Regions from separate parts of the Mus musculus genome. Here all the other regions are linked to region 3. Evidence: chromatin contacts called from public Hi-C and HiChIP or PLAC-seq data. All regions are on one chromosome and are shown on one strand. Each heading gives the region's core, a stretch centred on a gene start, on an enhancer-like site or on the middle of the called end of the contact. The rest is flanking DNA. Distances are from core to core; before and after follow the strand shown.

What was found. A called contact is a pair of places that touch in the nucleus more often than the background predicts. HiChIP or PLAC-seq counts read pairs in DNA pulled down with a chosen protein or histone mark.
Region 1: an H3K4me3 HiChIP or PLAC-seq map of bone marrow-derived macrophages shows a contact between it and region 3, with 6 times the contacts expected there. The contact joins two enhancer-like sites. A contact is called at or near these places in 1 of 39 promoter capture datasets (neural stem cells), 4 of 15 datasets of contacts at CTCF or cohesin (embryonic stem cells, pro-B cells and stem cell-derived epiblast-like cells), 46 of 484 Hi-C or Micro-C datasets (the BV-2 cell line, the Ba/F3 cell line, the G1E-ER4 cell line and 13 more), 7 of 115 datasets of contacts at active chromatin or transcription factors (bone marrow-derived macrophages, double positive thymocytes, embryonic basal ganglia and 3 more) and 1 of 9 other capture datasets (embryonic stem cells).
Region 2: a contact with region 3 is called in a Hi-C map of bone marrow-derived macrophages, with 37 read pairs. The contact joins two enhancer-like sites. A contact is called at or near these places in 1 of 39 promoter capture datasets (neural stem cells), 4 of 15 datasets of contacts at CTCF or cohesin (embryonic stem cells, pro-B cells and stem cell-derived epiblast-like cells), 25 of 484 Hi-C or Micro-C datasets (the Ba/F3 cell line, the G1E-ER4 cell line, the HL-1 cell line and 6 more), 6 of 115 datasets of contacts at active chromatin or transcription factors (bone marrow-derived macrophages, double positive thymocytes, embryonic basal ganglia and 2 more) and 1 of 9 other capture datasets (adipose tissue).
Region 4: an H3K27ac HiChIP or PLAC-seq map of T-cell acute lymphoblastic leukemia shows a contact between it and region 3, with 5 times the contacts expected there. The contact joins two enhancer-like sites. A contact is called at or near these places in 4 of 484 Hi-C or Micro-C datasets (the G1E-ER4 cell line, cerebral cortex and nephron progenitors), 2 of 115 datasets of contacts at active chromatin or transcription factors (T-cell acute lymphoblastic leukemia and bone marrow-derived macrophages) and 3 of 9 other capture datasets (adipose tissue, embryonic stem cells and pancreatic islet).

What each region holds. Positions count from the first base shown.
Region 1 is chr4:46,768,376-46,771,899 of GRCm38.p6, forward strand. All of the region lies in intron 7 of Gabbr2 (gamma-aminobutyric acid (GABA) B receptor, 2), which reads right to left. Among named protein-coding and RNA genes, the nearest start is that of Gm32208, 80 kb to the right of the region's middle. Within about 2 kb of position 2,151, at least 17 of the 459 cell types and tissues checked have an H3K27ac peak or open chromatin away from gene starts, as enhancers often do. A contact at or near this core is called in bone marrow-derived macrophages, where this site is marked.
Region 2 is chr4:46,790,444-46,793,640 of GRCm38.p6, forward strand. The region is part of intron 6 of Gabbr2 (gamma-aminobutyric acid (GABA) B receptor, 2); the gene reads right to left. Among named protein-coding and RNA genes, the nearest start is that of Gm32208, 58 kb to the right of the region's middle. Within about 2 kb of position 1,303, at least 47 of the 459 cell types and tissues checked have an H3K27ac peak or open chromatin away from gene starts, as enhancers often do. A contact at or near this core is called in the Ba/F3 cell line and bone marrow-derived macrophages, where this site is marked.
Region 3 is chr4:47,008,852-47,012,516 of GRCm38.p6, forward strand. No RefSeq gene overlaps it. Among named protein-coding and RNA genes, the nearest start is that of Gabbr2, 19 kb to the left of the region's middle. Within about 2 kb of position 2,275, at least 147 of the 459 cell types and tissues checked have an H3K27ac peak or open chromatin away from gene starts, as enhancers often do. A contact at or near this core is called in the Ba/F3 cell line, T-cell acute lymphoblastic leukemia and bone marrow-derived macrophages, where this site is marked.
Region 4 is chr4:46,875,645-46,879,201 of GRCm38.p6, forward strand. Gabbr2 (gamma-aminobutyric acid (GABA) B receptor, 2) reads right to left here. Exons shown (of 19, transcript NM_001081141.2): 2 at 21-158. Gm32208 (a long non-coding RNA gene) reads left to right here. Exons shown (of 4, transcript XR_390546.4): 4 at 1,768-2,193. Among named protein-coding and RNA genes, the nearest start is that of Gm32135, 4.9 kb to the right of the region's middle. Within about 2 kb of position 1,412, at least 7 of the 459 cell types and tissues checked have an H3K27ac peak or open chromatin away from gene starts, as enhancers often do. A contact at or near this core is called in T-cell acute lymphoblastic leukemia, where this site is marked.

The DNA.
Region 1 (3,524 bases), core at 901-3,400, 240 kb before region 3:
CCCAAGGTCTAGCCCACTGCCTGGCCCCAAGGTCTAGCCCACAGCCTGGCCCCAAGGTCTAGCCCACTGCCTGACTGTGAGGCCAGTGCTGGAGACTAGGAGCACCTTTGAAGTTTAATCACTGTGGCAGAGAGGTGAGGTTAGCCATAAAGGCACACACTCACAATGCCAAAGCAGAATTTCCCTGAGTTCAAGGCCACCCTAGGCTATATAGCCAGAGTCTTGTTGCCAGAGGACCAAAAGGAGCATGTGGTGGCAAGGAGGGAGGGGGAGAGAGATTGCAAATGTGCTACTTGATCAACAGCCACATTTGAAAGGTGATCAAAGGGAAGATGTGGCCCCGAGACAATGCTTGCCTGATATGCACCGGGCCTTCATCGCCAGCACTGTACTGTCTTCTCCGCAGAAAGATGAAAAGAAAAATTGGTACTGATAGTATATCCAAAGAATCTGTTTATATGTGTGTGTATGTGAACTACATGTATGAAGGTGTCCGTGGAGGCTGGAAGAAGGCTTTAGATCCTTCGGAGTTGGAGTCATAAGCACCTGTGGGTCAGCTGATGGCAGGGGTGGGGTAGGGTGGGAACTAAACCTAGGTCTTCCGAAAAAGCAACGAGTGTTCTTAGCTGTTGACCCATTTCTCAGGCCTATGTTGTTAGCACATTTTCTCAAACTCGGTACATCTAAAAACGATGGCATTTCGATGGCGACCATATAAAATATGATGTGGTACACTTTTATTTAAAATTTTACAGTTATGTATTTCATTTCTGCGTGTGACAGACATGTGCCACAGTACATGTGTGTGGGTCAGTGGACAACCCGTGGGAGTTGGTTCTCTCCCTCTGCCATGTGGATTGTAGAGAGTACACTCAGGGTATCAGACTTGGTAGCAAAGCCCTCTACTTGCTGAGCTGTATCACCCGTCCCACCTTTACCTTGTGTGATGATACAATGTCGGTTGGGCTCAAACTCATGATTTTTCTTGCCTTGGCTTCTTGAGTAGTGGGGATTACAGGTGCACACGCCGGCTTAGACATTTTCATATGTGTGTACTGAGTGTGATCCAGCACACAGTGTACACTTTGGGCTGTGCTATATGTCAGTGCTTCTGAATAGAGCCTGGGCTTGACCAAGCAGCGACATGCATGTGAGAGTGTCTGTTCCCTTCGGAACCCTTGGTGAATGCAGACCTGGACTGTGGAGGCCCTCACTGGAAGGCATTTTTACTGTGAAGTTCTGATTCCTCCTGTTGGGTAAACCTAAATCAACCAATCAGTCAACCAACCATTCTCACCACCACCACCATTGTCATCATCACATCATCACCACCACCACCACCACCACCACCACCACCACCACCACACCACCACCACCACCATCACCACCACCAATCAGTCAATAATAAAGTGGTATCCCCACAGTTTGCTATGTGCCTTTCTCAGCTTGTCTTCCGAGGGTCCCACACAAGGGTGCTTGGTCACTGGTCTCACTTTGCAGAAGAGAATATAAACACTGGACTTTAGCCACCCAAGAGTAGTCATGTTTTTTTCCCCCCTAGCAAGCTGCCTCTCCTGGTAAGCTAATGGAACCACCCAAACGAAATAATGTCACTTCAGTTTTGCTCAGTACTTTTCTGAAACGCTTTCAGGATCATTTTTGCAACTAGAACATCTCTCAGAGGAAGAAAACTAGTTCATCACCGTAATCAAGTCTGTCACACAGGATGCGTGATGATGTTTGAAAATATAATCCTGTGAGCATCAGAACCGACAACTCTGAAACATCTCGAGGCTACATCTGCTAATAACGGTCTTTAGCATTCAGGCTGGGCACCCACGTGGGCTGGTGTGATCCATTTCACAGCAGAAATGCCCTAACAAGGCACTTCCTCAAAGAGGAACTGGGCAGAGGAGGGATTTTAATGAGGCCCAATCCCTGCCAGGGTGAAGTGCCGGTGAGGAACAAAGGCCCGAGATGAAACGTGTCTTCTGGAGTCAGATGAGAAGATGGCCCTCACATCAGGAGAGGCAGTGAAAATTGTCAAGGGGTCAGGACTTGTACAAAAAAGGAGCCAACACATTGGGGCCAATCACTTCTGAGATTAAAATGAAGCAGACACCCGAGGTGACCTCTGTGGTCGCTGTTCACGACATCACATTTCCTGCCACCCATTTACTCACCCGCCAAATCACCCACCCGTTCATCCTATCTCTATCCACTCATCTACTTATTGATCTCCATCCACCCACCAATCTTTCATCTACTCACCTACACATGTGTCTGTCTATCCACACACACACTCACCTATCTATCCATCCAACCACCCATCTACCCACAGATTCATATATCCTTCCATCTGTCCATCCATTCATCCCTCGATGTATCCATCTGGCCACATACTCACCCACCCACTCACTGTCCATTTTCCCCATATGTCTCCTCCATGGGGAGGAGATACCGAGAGACAGGCAGGGATGGTGACTGGCTGCCTTTGATGCTCTTGTTCCTTTGTGATCAGCAGAGATGCAGGTGTAAGCCAGACCCTCAAAAAGGCCCTCCCTGGAGGGGTCAGCAGTAGAGGTTTCTGCTGTAAAAGCCCAATGGCATGATGTCAACATGATTGCAAAAGAGAGATGAATCCAAGGACCCCTGCCTTCTGATCTCAGCACCAGGTTTTAGTAACTGGAAACACGAGGATGAGGAGAAAGGGCATTAAACAAAAAGACCATTAACGGTCCAACAAGAGCAATGCAGGCGAAAGCCTCCTATAGCTGCAAGCTGGCCCGGCATCGCTGCTCTGCTGCTGACAGATTTCCCTCACCCCTTTCTCACTCGACTCTGATTCATGTCTTAACCTTTTATGGGATGACCATGGTGGCTTTCAGGATGAAGCAAAGAGAAAGCTCGAAAGAGGTCACGGTTTCCCATTCCTCCACCACACACGAGCTCCTCCGTGATTTCACACATCCACGTACCATCTGTGCCTGGCTTCCCCGAGTGCCTCTAAGAACGTGGAAAAAGAGACCTTGTCTTGCTGCCTTACAGGCAGGATCTGATTTTATATCACACATTAAAATAAACACACGATCATTACAATACTGAATGTGGTCTGGATCCCAGTTAAATGGTCCCATCTTCTACATCTAGGACAGAGGCAGGGAATGTGGCATAGCTAATGGCCTCTTGGGGTTTGAGTTGCTAAGCTGACCAGGGGCTCTGGCCCTTCATTAAGCCATGGCTTCTCCTTTGGTGCTAAACACATGTGCGTGCTAATTTTTAAATCTAAAGGGATGATTAAAAGAGTACTCCAAGGAGCAAATTTGAGGATGCAAAGAGCAGTGTTAATTTAAATGTTAAATGGACCAGTGACTTTAGGCTTCTGTGGAAATCCCCTTTGAAAGATATTTTGAAGCCACTAGAATACAGTGCTAAGTCCCTTCATTTACGACTATAGATATAGTCATAGGTGTGTGAGTGTTTGTGTGCAACCAAATGCAAGGATGTGAATTATTACGGATGGC
Region 2 (3,197 bases), core at 53-2,552, 220 kb before region 3:
TTCTACCACAGGGATACCCCTCACCTCCTCATCCCTCCACACTCCCAGGCATTGAGTGTGCAAGCATCCTACCTCAGCTTCCCCAGAGGCTGGGGCTGTAGGCCTGAACTGCCATAGACAGATTTAAAAACTTTAAACACGAGTTGTGATTTGGGTTTGCATGATGGTTCGTGTTAATTGTCGATTGACAGGACTGTGAACCACCTGGCAAATGGGCCTCAGGGCGGGCTTGTGAGGGTGTGGGAGGAGCACCCAGCTTAGTTGTGGGTGGGAGCACTCCCTGGGCTGGGATCCTGGGCTTGGGGCGGTGGGGCTGAGCATGTATTCATTGCTCTCTTCTCCTGGCTGCGGATGTGGAGAGGCAGCAGCTTCAGCGCCTCACCGTGACTCCCACCATGATGGACTGTGACCTGGAGCTGAGCCAAAATCAACTTTCTCCTCCGAGTTGCTCTTGTCGGGATGCTCTGTCACAGTGACTAGAAGAGAAACTAAGACTGTCTGTTTCTGGTGGTTAATTTAGCTCTTGGGTATTTTTAATGTAAAGCTACCTAGATGTGTATCTCTGTATTAACTGCTTTCCCCTCACTTTGCTTCTTGAGGCAGGGTTTCTCTGTGTATTCCTGACTGTCCTGGAACTAGCAAGCATAAGAGGAATGAGGAGACCTTTTGACCTCTGTCTTCTTGGATTTCCCTCCCTACATCTGCTCTCAGATACACACAAAGTCACTGGAGGGTGGGGTGTCTGTGCTGGTCAGCTCTCTGCAACTATAACATAGTATATCAGCTTAAGAAAAACCTTGAGAAAAAGAAGTTTTGGTTGGTGATTGGCAGGCCTCATTATTTTGTCCTGGGGTGAGGCGGCTCACAGGTGGGGGTGCGTGGTCAACAACACCACTAGCCGCATAGTCCAGGGAAGGAGAAAGAGGAAGGAAGCTGTGTTCACAGTTCTCTCCCAGGGCTTGTCTCCAGTAACAATGATGTCTCACTAGGCTCCAACTCCCAACGGCTCTGTGACCTTCCAACAGCGCCCTCCTTAGGAGCAAACCTTTAACTCATGACCTTTGGGGACCTGCATCGAGGCCACGACAGCACGCATCTAGAATGTCATTTAGTCAACCTCATGGTTCAGTCAGGTGATATTTCTCTTCATGTCCTAGGGCATATTTCAAGCTGTCTGGGATCCTCTAAAAGTGAGGAGCTGTTACAGTTTGGATTGACAGTGGCGCCTGTTCACTCACACGCTTTAATACTTGGTTCCCAGTTGGTGGTTCTGTTCAGGGAGGCTGTGGAGACAGTGGGAGGTGGGGCCTTTCTGGAGGAAGTGAATGGTTTAGGAGGTGGGCTTTGTGGCTTATGGCTCTGCCCACTTCAAACCCAAGTCTCTCTGTGTTTCCGGGTTGGCAGCCAAGATGTGGACAAGTGGAACAATGGGTTCCCAACACCACAGCTGTAAGCCACTCCGGCTGCAAACCCTTCCTCGTGATGGAGCGTATCTCCTTAAATCATCAGACAAAATAGATATCCCTTTCCTTAAGTCTGGAATTTGTTCCCAGCAATGAGACGGTAACTATTGCAGGCTGGGATGGAGAGCTGAGGTGAGCAGGCCCGGGGTGGCCTCAAGAGCGGGTCATTGCCTGAATAGTTTAACTTTCTCGATGTAGTGTGTGTGTTTGTGTGTGTGTGTGTGTGTGTGTGTGTGTGTGTGTGTGTGCACCTGTGTGTAAGTTCCATAAAAGGATTAAGATCATACAGCCTATTTGATTTGGCCTTGGGACTGACACAGGTCCTATGTCTACTATTTACATGAGTCACTTAGAAATTTCTATTTTTTCCTACCTTACTTTTCTACTTTTGTTGTCCCGAGAGATGAGATGCAGGGAAAGAGCCATGGAGATGAAGGGCTTGGCTGTCCTCCGTGTTTCTAAGAGCAGAGGCTTGGGATAGGACCGGGGTTAGGTCTCGTTGCCTTTTCTACTGGGTCACATCCATTCACCATGCTCCCTAGGGATGCCAAGGCCATCATAGGGCAAGTTCTTGTGAGTGCCAGAGACCAGGCCTCCACTGGCTAGCTGACAAGAAGTCAGGGCACTGTTCTTCCAGAGGTTATATTTATCCCAGGGGCTAGAAGTTTCTGAGAAATAACATTACCTAGATGTCTCCTCTCGCTCCCAGGCTGGGTTCAGTGTAGTTAGGGAGGCAGTTTTTAGGGCTTGGATCATACTTTCCTTCTGGAAATGTGTTATAAGAGTGGCTAATCTCTCAGGCTAGCCTGCAAGGGCTTGCAGAGCTAACAGGTGGCCCAGTGCTCTGAGTCTGTGATTCCAGCAGAGCCATGCTGGCATGACTCCCGTGGATCATATGTTTGACAGGATGTAGGCTCACCCATGTTTATAAGGGGTTTCTAAATTGGGTTCACTGAGGCGAGAAGTGGGCAGCACCATGGCACGGGCTGGGGGCTTGGACCGAAGAGACAGGAGGGAGTGTGCCAGCTTCATCTCTCTCTGCTGCCTGGCTAGAGATGCAGTGTGAACAGCTGCCTTAAACTCTTGTTACCATGACATCCTTGCTCTGATGGACTAAACCCCAAACTGCGAGCCAAAGAAGCTCTTCTTTTTCCTTCCTTCCTTCCTTTCTTTTTTTTTTTTTTTTTTTTTTTTTTTTTTTTTTTGGTTTTTCGAGACAGGGTTTCTCTTTATAGCTCTGGCTGTCCTGGAGCTCACTTTGTAGACTAGGCTGGCCTCGAACTCAGAAATCCGCCTGCCTCTGCCTCCCAAGTGCTGGGATTAAAGGCGTGCGCCACCACGCCCGGTTCCTTCCTTCCTTTCTTGAATTACTTTGTCATATACTTTTTAATGATGAATCTTGCTTCCTGGGAGAATGCATCCTTGTGGACAGATGGGGAAGGGACAAGGACACACTTTTTTTATGCTCTAGCACACACGCACACATAACACACACACATATACACACACTCACATGCATCTGCACACACATGCACTCTCACACACAAGCACACATGCACACACACTAACACATGTGTATACACACATTCATACACGTCCAAACAAATGCACACACATGAACACATACACTAACACACAAGGACACACACACACATGCACCCATACACTCATACATGCATACATGCACACACGTGCACATACATCAACCTGATCAAAGTATTAAAAAAAAAGCCA
Region 3 (3,665 bases), core at 1,025-3,524:
CAGCTCCCACCCCTCAGGTGTCCTGTCTAGAGGGAGTGGACACACCTCACATTCATTTGCAGGCCTTCAAGTTTGTTCAAAAGTTTAGAATGTGACCACTTCACGGCTGCAGAAGCAGCCGAACTTGGGGTCAGACACACAGAAGTGGGGCAGAAAGCCAAGGGGGAATCTGCACACAGCACCGCTGTCCCCTGACCTGGAGTGTGCACCTTCCCTGAGAACACGAGGACACGTGGATAGGAGAGGAACTGAAGATCTCCCCAGCCTGTAGGGATTGTTTCATTTGGTCAAAGGGCTTCCTATTGTAGCCCAGGCTGGCTATGAACCTGCCTCAGCCTGCCAGTGGCTAGAATTGTTTGTATGTTTCACCAAGCTAAGGAGGCTTTTGTTCCGAGACAGAATATAGCTATATAATCCAGACTAGCCTCCAAATTGTGATCCTCCTGCCTCTCTCTCCTGAGGGTTACGATTACAGGCATTCAGGTCTTTACATATTGCTCAGCACCTACTGTGTGGTATGTACAGGGAGACCTTTTTTTACTTAATTCCCCCCATTATCACAATAGGAGGGATTTATTCTCCCACTTTATGGAGGGAGCTGTTGAGACTGAACGGTTCCACAGTAATGTAACCCTGCTAGGTGATCAGGTAGGCAAACCATCCTTTCTCTTGGTTGAGTGAACAGTGGAGCCATTTGATTTGAGGGCTGAGGCCTTTCAATGGCCTTCCTTGTGTTCTCTCTGGCTGCTCTCCATCCTCCCCACCATCCTCTTGCCTTGGGAAGCAGGTGAGCAGCAGTCACACACGGCACTTCCCAGGTCTCCTCTCCCCCATGGCTTAGGTAGTGCTCAGCGCTTGGCAGCCCCAGAGATCCGACATCTGGCTGCTGAAGCTTGCTGCCTACTGGGAAGTAGTTCCAACAGCGCCAAGCAGGTGCAGGGAGCTGGAAAGGCCTGCCCTTCCAGAGCCTGGGAAGTGAGTGCCCCAGGAGACTTTCCATGTCAAGTGAGGGAGGGTGTCACTGCAGAACGAGCCTTCGTAAGCCCAGGAATGAAGCTGCCCATGGCCTCGTGGATGAGGTGCTCAGTCAGGCACAGTCTGGGTGTCGGAGAATGTAGTAGGGTGACTTAGAGCAAACATAGCCAAGTGCTTGGCCACCGACACTCCTTGTGACAGGTAAAGGCTCTAGAGTTGTGTGGACATGATGGTCTGAGGTGGCCCCTTAGCTTGAAGGACATGGAGACCATTTTCCTCCCCAAGTCTCACTCCCAGGAAATTTCTAGAGCCCAGTCACAGAGGACTTTAAACTCTGGTTGGTGTTACTGGATGAAGAAAGCATCGGGTGATTTCAGCAGCAACAGGTTCTCAGGTCACAGCACCTCAAGACTGGAGAAGGTGCCTGAGACACTCCCACAGAACTCTCTTATGATGTAGAAGGTGGGCTCAGAGAGGGCAAGTGAGGCTGCACAGCACAGCACCCTGAGTCCAGACTCCCAGTAGTGCTCTCTGCCTACGTGGTTCCTGGCAATCCCTGTGGTAAAAGTCACCATCCCTGTGAGTGCTCACCCTGAGGGGCTGTCAAAAAGAGGGTGTTCCCCCTGGATCCTGAAAAGCATTAAGGGCACAGCCCTGTTGTTTGAAAACCGCATCCCCGTTCATTTTCATATGTGCACTTTACAGAAACACCAACAGATGTGCTAGCTCTCCCCTTGCCAGATTCCTGGGAGATGCAAGACTCAAGAAACGTTGTGCTTGGAGTCTATGGGGAGCCAGAGAAGTCCCAAGCCTAGCGTTTCCCAGGAAGCAAGGGCAATAGCAAAGGCAGGAGGGAAAGTCACAGTGAACTTACTGAAAATCTGACTTTGCTTTGTCATTGACCTGATGTTCCAGAGTTGGGACTGGCTGCGACCCTTGTTTCCCTGCTGCAGTCTCTGGGTACCACTTATATCCTTCCCTCAGGTTTGCAGAGGCTGCGGAAGGGTTGAGGTTGAGAGGGAGGGTTTCCTCCCATTTCAGCTCAGGGTTACCGGGTGACTTAAGTCTCTGCATATGACAGCCAGTGAATCCGAATCTCCTGAGGGGCTCTGTCTAGATCAGATCTGACCATGGACAGCAAGAGAATGACAAGCCATCCCATGCTCGCTCTGGGCTGACATGGCAGCCGGGGATGCTGTTAATTTCACTGTTTACAGAAAGAAGTCCGGGGTGAGTGGAGGCTTTTTTGGTGTTTTAAAGCCAGATGGTATTTCCTGCCTTGATCAGCCTCGGAGCTTTGGTTCCCATGGCAACTCTGAAGTTCCACCTACTGCAACTTCCTCATTCTCTGAGCTTCTTCCTCTTCCACCATAGTGGGGGGGGGTGGGGGGGGCAGGAGAATAAAGCCATTAACTAGTTTGTGTGTTGCACTTCTCAGCTGACACTGCGCTCCAGCTCCAGCGTGTATGACCTCAGTCCTCGCTGCAACCTAGACACAGAGCATCTGCTGTCTCTGTCTTGCACAGGGAAACCCAGGCTCCAGAGACAGGTGATATGTTTTGCTTGCCCTCATTGGTGTCAACAGGACTTCAACCAGGTCTCATGTCTCTGGACCTCGGGTGGGATGAGCATACCCTAGCACTCCCTCTGCTGTGCTTACAATTCCTAAGTGGCGAATTTCATATGTAAGTTGAGTCCAAATCTCCACCAAGTTAACTTCTCTGAGCATCCCTTTGCTGTAAATGGCAAGAATGGTGGCCCTGGAAGGGCAGGGGACTTACATATGGATATGTAGATAGCCACAGTGTGTGCCTATTTGGATTTGAAGGAGACCTAGCATCGCCCTAGTTACCTTTTGACATTGAGCATGATGTTGTCATGTAGAGATGTTCTGGGTCACATTCTATGCACCTGCAGGCCACAGATTGGGAGGTAACAGCAAGCATGTAATGTTTATTTGCTGCGGTAAGAGCAGTACATGATTTCTCATGATGCAATGGACACACACATCCCTGGGGTCCTTATTGGGATTTCACCTCTTATGGATGTCCCGGGGAGTAGACCCCACTTCATGCAGCAATACCATCGCGTAGGAAGCACTGTGCGAGTGTTCTGAATGGCTCATTGTGCAGAGAGGCAAGGCCAAATCTGTAGAAAATGCTGGAAGCTGCAGGGATGTCTAGGAGTGTGGGCAGGAGCCAGTATGGAGTATTCCTCCAGGTATAAGATTGCCAGAAGGGCTCCCAGGGCTGCTGCCCAGGTTCTGCACATACTAAAACCTCATGGGGCCGTGGCAGCAACTGCGTCCATTCTTGGGACATTCAGTAGAGGATGGAAGGATGTCAACAGGCCATATCCTGCATGACAAAATAGACTCATTGGTAATGATGTGGCCAAATCTTCCCAGCCAAAAATTACTTTCAAAAAAAGTCATCTTTTCTCAGGAATGCCAAAGGACACATTTAAGCTCCTGGCAGAAGGGGAGTGGAGCTGACAGCAGGCACCTGGTATTGCTCTGCCTGGCAGTTTTCTTTGCTCTGTATTCTGTATGACTGTGGTTTGCACACCGAATTATGTGCATTAAGTTAATTGCTATCCAATTAACAAATATTTTCCATTAATTCTTGCAATCAATCTGGCTGGTACATCCCATCACCCAGCTCTTTTGCCTGTCCTCGGCTCCGTGTTGG
Region 4 (3,557 bases), core at 162-2,661, 130 kb before region 3:
GGTAGGGACTCCACCCTTACCTGCACCAGGTTCCAGCCTTGGAGGGATTCCGCGATGATAGAGGTGACAGACGGACAGACGCCTCCAAACACCATCAAATGGTTCGGCCCATACTTTATTGCATCATAGAAGGCTTTCAGTCCCTTTGCATTGTCACACTGGAGAGAAAACACAGAAAGGGAGCAAGGCCTAAGTTAGACATGGGTTATCCTGGGGCAAGAGCCCCATAATAGGAGCATACAATCAACCTGCCATCACGGCAAACCCTTAGACAAACTTCAGTTTGCCCCGGCTAGGGCCTCTCCACACAGCCCCATGCCCAGACCCTAAGCTTAGGGAAGTTTTTGGTCTTACATCCCAGGCCTTAAGTGCCCTTAAAGTGCAGCCCCTCAGCTGTCTCTGTAGCATACACACAGAGGAAAGCCACATCGGTCCCCCAGCCTCCAGTCTACGGTCATTTACATTTTAAAAGATGAGGCCACATTCTGGCTGTTGTGAAAACAGACAAGAACAAGTGTTGGCAGGGTGTAAAGAAGCTGCAAGCTTTGTACCCTCTCGGTGGTGACATAAAACAATTACATTGACGAAAACAGTGCGTCTACCCTGAAAAGTCAACAAAGAATTGCCATATGGTACAAGAACTCTGTATAAATGGAAACCCTGAAGAACCGAGAGCACGGACTCAAAGATATCTGTACTCCATGTTAAGAGCAGTACCAGTCACAACAGCCCAGAGGTAGAAACATCCAGAAGTCTGTCAACAAATGAAGGCACAGGCAAAGGGTTGGAGGTACATGCATTGGAATAGTATACAGCCCTAAAGAGAGAAGAAATTCGGATGCGTGATAGAGTCAGATGATACGGCTACACTGGGGAGAGGAAGAAAGGGTCAGTGACCGCCTCTAGGTCATCGTTGTCGGAGCCCTGAAGTGAGGTTAAAGGGTTAATAGGGGCCTGGAGCTGTGCACATCTGAGCAGTCTGATCACGGTGTGATCCTATCTACCATTGACCCATCCTTGTCTGGGCTTCCATTTCACTTTGCAAGGTGGTCTAACAAGTGGCTAGAGCTGTGAGATCTCTTTTCTGGAGACAAGCTCCTCCTATAGGTGCAACCAAGCTCAGTCTTTTTCTTCCACCCAGCAGGAGATTCCTAGGGGGCAGGGTGGATACCAAATTACTCTGGGGTCCATTGTTTCAGTAGTCTAACAGTGAGATTGAGGGACAAGCGTGTCTCTTTGAAATATCTTCGTTTCTGACAGGCCCGTTACTGTAGGATTCCATTCATGTGAAGCACTCGGGAGGACAAATTCACAGAGGCAGGAACTGCGATGGCGGTTGTGAGGGGCGTAGTGAGAGGGAAGTGTGGATGGCTGCTCAGGAGAGTGAGGGCTTTGATGTGGGATTATGGCAGAGGTCTGGAAACTGAGGGAGGGGTGGTGTGACAGTGTGAATGTGAATGTCACAAGGCACGCGAAGGATGTTCAAGACGGTAACTGGATGTGATGTACATTTGTCACAGTCGTGGGGGTTGGGGTGGAGGAAGAGAAAAGATACCACACGTCTCAAAAGAAGTCAGTGGCAGACACTTCACACTTGATGCTTAGCCCAGAGCTGGTCTTGAGGGCACAGCTCTGTCCAGGACTAGAAAGAAACCCTGACCAAGGAAACACACCAGACACCCCAGTGAGGAAGCGGCAAGAAGAAAGATGTGCTGGAGTGGCAGGGATCCTAGCGGCTCACTCTTCCCTTCTCCCTCTGCCTCCCAGCCAGTGGTCAGCTCCCTGATCAGAGGACCCGAGGACCTGCCTCCCCAGCCTGGAGCTCAGCAAATCCACCACTGCAGCTGCCTCAGTGTCCCCTGAAAATCTCTGATCTCCGCTTCTCCCTCTGCTGTGCCTGCTCTGAAAGGGGAGAGACCTATCAGAGTGAAAACCCCAAAAGGAGGGAAAACACTCCAAACCTCTCCTGATCACTGTCATGACACGTGGCTTAAGAGCACTGGCTGGGGCTGGCAAGATGGCTCAGTGGGTAAGAGAGTTGACTGCTCTTCCGAAGGTCCTGAGTTCAAATCCCAGCAACCACGGGGTGGCTCACAACCACACGTAATGAGATCTGACGCCTTCTTCTGGTGCGTCAGAAGTCAGCTACACTGTACTTATGTATAATAATAAATGAATCTTTAAAAAAAAAAAGAGCATTGGTTGTTCTTTCAGAGGACCGGGGCTCAATTCCTAGCAGGCACATAGCACATGGGGAGTTACAGCTGTCTGTAACTCCAGTTTCAGGGGATCCAACACTGTCCTCTGGCCTCCACAGGCACCAGCCATGTACATGATATGCAAACAAATCTTTTTGCACGTAAAATAATATACATAAAATATATACACATACATAAAATAATTTTATAATTATTTTTAAAAGGCTAGAATTTGTAGACAAGAAAATCATTGAAAACAAGTGTGGGGTACCAGTACCAGTTGTCGAGACCTGTAAAACTCTGGGCCCCAGCTGACTCTAGAGCCTCCATCCCTCCAGTCAGGCGGATGACCCTCCAGCAGGGCAGTTAGAAAACACTCTGGTACTAGCAGAAAGAGACCCGGAACCACTTCTCTATATTGTTCACACAGCTGGGATAATGCTCTTACGCTCTTCATGGTGAGAGACCCACTTTTCAGGATGCCCGAGTTCTCTCCTCTCTCTCTGCTGCTCGCTGCTCAAATCACGCCTCCCCAGCCTCCTTTAAATCCCCAACATAAAAAGCATCACCTTCCTGCCTCTGGGTTAACGGAATTGCTGCTTTCTTTGTTAGAAACAGGTTTCCAACTTGCCTGACAACAGGGCTCCCATCAGCGGTACCTAGTCCCACTCACTGTCCAAACAGATGTGTCGTCTGGTGATTCTGAGACCCCACGCAGTCCTCAGATAGCCATGAATGAAGCCTACCATCTAACCATAGGCTTACTTAAAGCATTATAAGACCACTTTGTGATTGGAGGAGGGGTTTGTTCTTGAGTGTGAACTTTTAGATGATGTTGTGTTACCACATCAAAGGTTGGTCTCTATCAAATACATCGTCCTATGTTTTGTCTGTCTGTCTGTCTGTCTGCTGATCGGATTTGCTTCATTCGCTTCACTGTGGTCTGCTCATGGCTCCTACCTGGATACCACGAGGACAGGGTAAGTGCTGGGGACCTGTGACTCCCACAGGGTCTGTACATCTTTCTCCTTTTCTCTTTTGCAGTATTGGGGTTTGTACCCAGGACTTTGCACCTTCTTGGTAAGTGCTGTACTACTGAGATACACCACTGGGGCCCTCTTTTAGGTTTTGCTTTGAGCCAGAGTCTCCCCATGTTGCCTGGGCTGACCTCGAAACAGTCCTCCAGCTTCAGTCTCCTGAGAAGAGGAGCCGGGACGGTGGGGCAGTACCATCGCACCCAGCCTGTCTCCCTCTGCTTGTACATCGTCTGCATCTCCTTTCTTCCTACTTATCCACATCACCCTGTTGGCATCTGGACTGCCACATACAGCAGCAGCTCTGACCTCAGACCTCACAGGT